Regions from separate parts of the Neogale vison genome. Here region 2 is linked to region 1. Evidence: chromatin contacts called from public Hi-C data. All regions are on one chromosome and are shown on one strand. Each heading gives the region's core, a stretch centred on a gene start, on an enhancer-like site or on the middle of the called end of the contact. The rest is flanking DNA. Distances are from core to core; before and after follow the strand shown.

Region 1 (3,976 bases), core at 649-3,148:
GAAAGGTATTTCAATACTTCAAAAACTCTAACAGAAAGTGTACTATTCCCCTCCAAATTGCTAAAAAAAAAAAAAAAAAAAAAAAAAAAAAAAAAAAAAAAGCCAACAATCTATATATGCTTTTTGCCTGGAAACCTCTTAAGAGTGTTTGTAAGTTTGGTTATTTCACTGTAATAGAGAAGTAGTGATTGGCTATTTTGTCATGGCTTTGACAAATTAAAAATGAAGGGAGAAGGGGAAAGGGAAAGGAAAAAAAATTCAGTAGTGAAAAATTTTAGAAACCTGATGCAAACTACTTTAAAATCCAGGTTGTTTTTTTCTTTTCTTTTTTTTTTTAAGTAGGCTCCACACCCAACATGAAGCTCAATGCGGGGCTTGGAAGTCAGGATCCTGAGCAAAGATCAAGAGCCAGATGCTTAACCAACTGAGCCACCCAAGCACCCCAAAATCCAATTTAAAATACACTGCTATCATTACAATTTTCATTTCACATAAGTCACTGAAGAATTTTAAATACATATGATCACTTAAAAACTTTCTCTGATTACTTTTATCTCCAAAAACCTAAGGAAAAGGAGCATCTGCATTTCTGTGACCCTCAGCAGCCAGAAGGATGGCCTCAGTTACTCCACTTTACAATGAATATTCACAGCTACCTTTAAGACTGGGCCAAAGAGGGACCCAGATAATCCATGTAAAGTGCTTAAAACAGTGCCAAGCACTTAGAGCAAGAGTTCATAAATGTTAGCTACTAGTAATATTATGTGATAGGTGCCCACTAATTAATTACTGAATGAAGTTTAAGGTTTAGGGGGAAAACATTTTTATCTATAGCTCACTGCCTAAATCTCGACTACACTGGAATATGGAAATACACTGGAGACCAGTATTCTCTTCCCTTCAGCCTAAGGAAGAAGCCCCAGAATGGATGAATATGGTACAGAGATGGGTTTAAAGTGACAAAATAGTGATGGTGAGTTGCATTATTCCAGTAAGACATCTATCCAAATCTAACAGAGGGGGCCAGGAGGTGACTAACAAAAAAAATCTTCCAGCAAACTTAATGCATTTACATTTCAAGGGCATCATTTGCACTGAAACTCCTTAATATTCACTAGGTGAAACCTTGTTAGGCCCTTTTGTCCTTTTGTTCCAGAAGCAAAATCGAGGTACAGTACCTATTTAAGTCATCATTCCTTATCACCTAACCAACACTGACAGATGTCAGTGCCGGGAGGCCAGACTCAAAGGCAGCTTGCACAGAAGAGGGGGAAACAAGAGAACAGAGTGGGTTTAGGGGATGGCGAGGAAATCTAGGGGTCTGGATTCTTATCAGAGTTCCATCACTTAAACGTTGTGTAACCTCATACACGTCGCGTCCCCTTTCTGGGCCTACAGAGAAAAGGAGGAAATGAGATGAGGTATCCACTCCCACTCTGCAGACATTCTGATTTGTGTTTAAAAAGCAGAGGGAATGCACGGGATGGAAACACTGGAGGGGCCACACGATTTTAAAAAGCAGCTCCCCCGTGGGGTGTCTGCAGCCTGGCTTTGCAGGCCTCTGCAAACCCGACTCCGCGCCGGGTTTCAGAGCCTCCCACGAGGCGCTTGCAGATCCCGCCCGAACTCGGAGCGCCGAGCCGGTTCAAGGAGAGCCGCCCTCCGCAGGGCGAAACCCCAATGGCAGGGACGGGGGCGGACCCAAAAGCTCGGTAAGGGGCACTTCTCCCCGCCCCAACGGGGCATGTGAGGGGGCTGACCGCTCTGCTAAGCCCAGCGGTACCCCGGTGCGGAGCTCGTAGCTCGTCACCTACCGCCTACGCAGCCCCGCAGCAGCAACCGCCGCTCCGCAGCGTAGCCGGGCCGCAGTTGCCATCTTTGTCCGAGTGCGCAGCCGTGGGTGAGCGCTCCCGCTTCGCCGAGCGGCGGAAGCCCCGCGCAGGCGCAGGCCGACCGGGAGGTGGACGGGCTCCGCGGAGAGTGTACCCTGCCGGCCGCTGGCGGCGCTGCTCACGTTGAGCAGAAGCAGGCGCCCGGCGCCGGGCACCTTTGCCCACCTGCGCAGTAAGCCTGCACCAGGGCGGGGGAAGTCCCGGAGACGTTTGCGCAGGCGCCCTCGGTAAGACACGCGGGACTCGGCGCGCCCGCGGAGCGCTGCATCACCTTTCCTTCTTGATGGGTGCTGTGCTTACAGGGACGAAGGCCGGCAGGTGGAATGCTGTTCCCCATCCCTAAACCAGCCACAGGGCCACATGGAGGATCCTAGCTCGCTCTCCAGGTCCAGCTCAGTGGCTGCTTCCAAAGACTCCCTGGAGCATCTCCTTGGCTCTCCTTTAGCCAGCAGGATGCCTGCCCTTCTCCCGTGGGGCTGAGGTGGATCTTACCCTTCTGTTAGGCTGTGCTTATAGACCCTGTCCTCTTGGACCAGCCCCCAGGGAGGACTTACCTGCGGTGCTGCCCTTTGCTGTCTAAGCATAAGTATTGGACTAGTTTCCAGAACGAAGTACAAACCATTCTTCCAGAACCTTTCTTGAATATTCCTCTTTCTCTAGGACTGCGGTTCGGACTGGGGGGCAGCAGCAGATGGGGACATATTGGAAACGCAAATTAGCGGGCCCCGCCGTAAACTTACTGAATCAGTCTCTGAAGGTGGGGTCTAGTCATCCTTTGTTTGCTTTTAAGATTTTATTTATTTCAGAGGAGAGCGCGATCGAGCACGAGCAGCGTGAGGGGCAGAAGAACAGACCCTAATAATCCGTTTTAATACTACCTGCAGGAAAAATGTGAGAACCACTGCTCTAGAAGGTAAGCACAGTACTGGTTTCTGGACTAGAAACAACACACCTGTTGTTGGACAGATTGAAGACACACCCAATATAATCTTGGTGGTTTCTGTGGCCCAGAGAAGTGTCTAAAGGGGTTGGGTGCGGGCTGCAGGCCTGTGCAGAATGTGGGCTTGGACACTGAGCAGGCCATGGCTCCGGAGTACAGTTTACATTCTGAAGGCTCTTCCCTACAGAACCAAATGGCATAAAAAGAGTTTTAATCTTTTATTTGTTTATTTTTTAACATTTTGTTTATTTGAGAGAGGAAGAGAGGGGTCGTGATCTCAGGGTCCTGGGATCGAGTCCCGCGTCGGGCTCTCTGCTCGGCGGGGAGCCTCCTTCCCTCTCTCTCTCTCTCTCTGCCTGCCTCTCCGACTACTTGTGATTTCTCTCTGTCAAATAAATAAATAAAATCTTGAGAGAGGAAGAGAGGATGAGAGGGGGAAGGTCAGAGGGAGAAGCAGACTCCCCTCTGAGCATGGAGCCTGATGTGGGCCTGGATCCCTGGGACTATAGGATCATGACCCCAGTGGAAGGCAGTTGCTCAACCAGTGGAGCCACCCAGATGCCGCAGAGTTTTAATCTCTTAACACTTCTAATCTTTAGTTTTTCACCTCTCATTCCTGAAACCACACTTCTCAAATTATTTTTGAGAATAATATGTCCCAAGTTATTTCTGACCTCAGGGCCTTTGCATAAATTGCTCCCCTTATGGGGAATACCTTCTCCCCCTGCCAGCCTCTTTTTTTTTCCTCTTCCCCTCATTTTTCCTTGAATTGCTCCTATTAATTCCCCCATGTCTGAATATAAGGTAGGGATATTCTCCTTAAATATCCTACCTTAGGGGGCCTTTTCTAACACCTCTTTTCATCCCCATCCAAATAGTCTCTGTTATTCTATCTCAACATACCCTCTCCTTTTCCTTCATTTTACATTGTCTCAAGTTAAAATTACAGATTTGGGTGTTAATTTTTCTAATGACCCTTTCCCCGCTGTATCCTAAGACTTACGAAGGGCATGTCTGTCTCTTTACTCTTGTACCCCAGCAGCACCTACTGTAATAACTGGCACATAGTAGGTTCTCAACAAGAAGTAGTTGAGTGAATGTAGTCACCTCAACCCTTCTGTCAAAACCAGGACACTTGTTCACT
Region 2 (3,676 bases), core at 685-3,184, 190 kb after region 1:
CCCCAAAACCACCATGCTGACCTAACAGAAGCCTCTCCCTTCCCCGCCCCCATCCCCTCTCAGCAATAACACAACCTACAGTAGGTTGGCCCCATCCAATTAGTTTGAATAGCTTCATCCCTAGGAAACTGCTGCTTTTATTAAAAATAAAAGCACACAAGGCAGGCAATGGGCTGTGAAAAGTAAGGAGTCTGGCATAATTATGAAGGTCGAGGTTAAGGTTACCAAAAGATACATGCAAAGATTTCCAGAAAGCCTGGGGGATAAAAATATATATTTACATATCTATAGATACACAAATGAACACACATGGAGAGAATTTACACAGCAGATCTAAATAATATCTTTTACAATTGAGGAAAAACAAAAATCAGATGCCACTCTCAAGTAATTCTTTCGGCTAAAAAATAAAAATAAAAACTAAAACAGGAGGCAGAGGGGCCTAGTAGACCGGTTTCAAAATAACCACATTCATCTCGTGTAATTTCTGTTATCTTGGCTACATCCTGGGGACCTGATTATAGTTCGGTCAGGAAACAAAACTAGTCAAATCCACCAAGAGCCTTGGCTCTTAGAAAAACATATTCCCATTCTCTGAAAATCCTCTCTTCCTCCAATGCCTGCTCCTGGGAGTGGGAAAGTTGGGTAGAAGGAGAAACCCCTCTCTCTTCTTAAAGCTACTCCACCTCCACCCTTCAGCCCTCACATCACAATTTCAAGTTTAAGAAAGATGACAAGCCCAGCACCCTCATTTGATATGAAGCTTTACACTTCCACACATACGTTTTCTCATCTGATCCTTATAATTCAGTGAGGCAGACAAGAATTGGCTTGCCAATTTTTAAAGAAATAAAATGAAAGGCCACCGAGGTAAACAATTTCCAGCAACGTTCTTCCACCCCACAAGCCTGTCACTTCCAAATCTCAGTTTTAAATTTCTCAAGGACAATGATTCACTGAGCAAGGAGAGGGGGAAGGGAGGGTCAATTGGTCAAAACCCATTCATACACTGAACAACTAGAAACCAGTCTTGCTGCATCAGCATAAGATTTTAATTCATGGCACACTGAAAGAGTCCCACCATACCTTCCGCCAACACCTCGTCCACAGTGACCTGCTGTCGCCCAATGCCAAAGACCCTTCCGATGTAGCCACTGCCCAGGCCCGAGGTGCTGCCCCCACCTCCGCTGGAGCCGGAGCCCAGGCCAGAGCCGCCCTGCTCTCGCCGGGAGTCGAAAAACTTCTTCATCTTGCGAATAGGAAGCAGTAAAGCAAAATACCGACGGTTTCTGGATTTTTTTTTTTTTTTTTTTTTTAAAGAAAACAAGAGATCCAAGGATTTCTTCTCAGATTTCAGCTCGGAGAGGAGCCACCCGAATCCGGCCGTGGGGGTGGGGGCTGAGGGAGGATGCCTATAGGAATATGCGTGTCAATCGCGCCGCGGTCCCCTCCTCCTCAAGAGAGCGATTCGTGTAAGTTTAAACCTGTGATGACAGAAGAGAGAGAGGATGAATCAGTAACACACTTACGAATTCAACCGCTGAGTCCTAGAGAGAGCGAAAGCCATCATCCCGGGGAAACGCTCCGTGCATTTACCTAGCAAGAAAAACCCTGGGGCTGAAAACCCGGCAGAGCCCGGGACCCCTGTGCCCGCGGCTCGGAAAAAGGAAGGATTCGGCCGCCACGGCCAGCGCCGACCGAGCCGGGCACTGCCTCCCCCTCCTCCCGGGTCTCCCCGCCGCCCCAAAAGGCAGCATCCCCGCGGCACCCACTTGAGACGGCTCGGCGGCTGGCTCCCAGCTACCAGCCCTGCAACATTGTCACGGCCGCCGGGCCGGCCTGCGACGCGGAGAAGAGGCGGCGCTGCAGCGAAAGCCGGGGCAGCGTTCGGCGCCCGCCCGCCCGCCAGCTGATCCCCAGAGCGCCCAGCGGAGACTGACCCGCCGCCCCTCCCCCGCGCGCGCTCCCGCCCGGCTCCATCCACCCAACCAGGAAGTGAACCGCCGCCGGAAGTGCCTCTCGGGACGGCGCGGCGACGGGCCGAAGCCCTCCTGTTGCTGCCGCTCAGTCGCGACAGACGAAAAGGAGTCGTTGGAGAGAAGGGGACCCGGGAGGGGGGTGTCTCAGTGTGGAAAGAGTTTTGGAAAAGAACTCTTATCGCCCGGCCCGCATGGCACCATGGGAAAGGTAGTTCGGCGAAACCCAGCGGCTGGACTACAACTCCCAGGATGCCCCTGAATGAGCGAGCGAGGTGGCTGCGGTGGCCTCCTTGGCCTCTAAGGTGGTTAGTGGGGTGGTGCATTTGTGGGGATTCGGTTATTTAAACACATCCGGTAAAGAGACTGCCAGGGACTCGGAAACTGCTGCATGTTCCACCCTTTTGAGGCCATCTTATTTGCGGCTTGACCTCCCTGCACAAGGGATTCTGGGGGTTGTTGTTTCCAAAAGGATCGAGGCTGACACCTGAAGGACGCGGCTTAACCTCTTAGCCCCTAGCCTGTCCTGCGGAGCTTACCGACGTCACCTGGGCAGAAAGTGGAAGACGGGGTGATCGGGAGAATTTCACTGGCAGTTGGTACAAGGCCACACCCGAACGCCAACCCGAAGTGAAATCTGTGCCCTTCTGCCCGCAACCTCAAAAGCTGTTTTTGCTCCACTTGTTAATGAGAACTGCTCAGCGGTCAGCTCTGAGCTAGGCGCTGTGAGAAAGCTTAACAAGACAGTGTTTCGTCTGAGAATTGACAGGCGAGACTCAAACCGAGAAACTTAAGGGGATGTGTGCAGGGCAAATTCTAGGGTACCAGCAGATCCAAATCGCTGGCTCTGATCCCAAACTTCGGGACTGGGCTGCTGACAGTGACGCTAAATTCTTCCACCTTTGCTGATGCTATGGATGGGCCTGACCTTCACAGATCTTCCCTCACACAAGAACCCAAGGCTGATCTTCTTTATTTCTTTTTCACTTCAAGATTTCCTCCTTGATACTTAACATACAGATATCGCCTGAGTGCCCAAGTCCACTAGGTGGACAACGTGATTTTCATCTGCCAAATTTAGAAGATTTGGAAAGCCGGTTAGTACCCTTCTCCTTCCCTAGATTTCCTAATGGATGATGCTGAAAGTAGTTCCAAATCCCTGCCCCCGCTTCCCAAAAAATCCATGATTTTTCTAACCACCCGAATATAGGTTATTTCTCACTTCCACCCGCTCTGCCTAATTCTGCGACAGCACTCTTGGCTTGTAATTCATCCCAGAACTTTTTCAATAGGCATTTGAGGAGAGGACGGAGAGGTACTCCAGGGGAAAAAAAAAATGGTTCTTGCCTTCTCTAATCTGAATGTTGAACTGAGCGGAGACTGCTGCTTCTCCTTCCTCTTTTCCGTCCTCCTCTCTTCCTTCTCCTTTCCTCCTCCTCCCCTTCCCTTCCCCCACCCTCCTCCTCCTCCTTTTTCCCCTCCCCCTCCTTTTTTCAAGTAGTGCCTTTGTAAGTTAAGCTTCAAAATGTAGAGACAGCATTTTTTCTTCCAGAGGGAGTCAATGTTGTCACCTCTGTTCACGAATTCATGCAGCCACCTCCAGGGTGGAATGCAGCACCTGCCAGAACATTCCCTCAAAGAAAGCCCACAGAGGCATGTTCTCTGCACTTTCCTTAAAAGGTTAGATTTTGTCTTGAGGA

Evidence for each region. A called contact is a pair of places that touch in the nucleus more often than the background predicts.
Region 2: a contact with region 1 is called in a Hi-C map of muscle, with 5 times the contacts expected there. The contact joins the promoter of AAK1 here to the promoter of NFU1 in region 1. A contact is called at or near these places in 2 of 3 Hi-C or Micro-C datasets (fibroblasts and muscle).

What each region holds. Positions count from the first base shown.
Region 1 is chr8:90,786,488-90,790,463 of ASM_NN_V1, forward strand. It overlaps NFU1 (NFU1 iron-sulfur cluster scaffold homolog, mitochondrial), which reads right to left and starts at 1,899. Exons shown (of 8, transcript XM_044261291.1): 1 at 1,815-1,899. The coding sequence starts at 1,876. LOC122914952 (a long non-coding RNA gene) reads left to right here and starts at 2,111. Exons shown (of 2, transcript XR_006385978.1): 1 at 2,111-2,805.
Region 2 is chr8:90,974,570-90,978,245 of ASM_NN_V1, forward strand. It overlaps AAK1 (AP2-associated protein kinase 1), which reads right to left and starts at 1,935. Exons shown (of 17, transcript XM_044261296.1): 1 at 1,773-1,935; 2 at 1,087-1,484. The coding sequence starts at 1,249.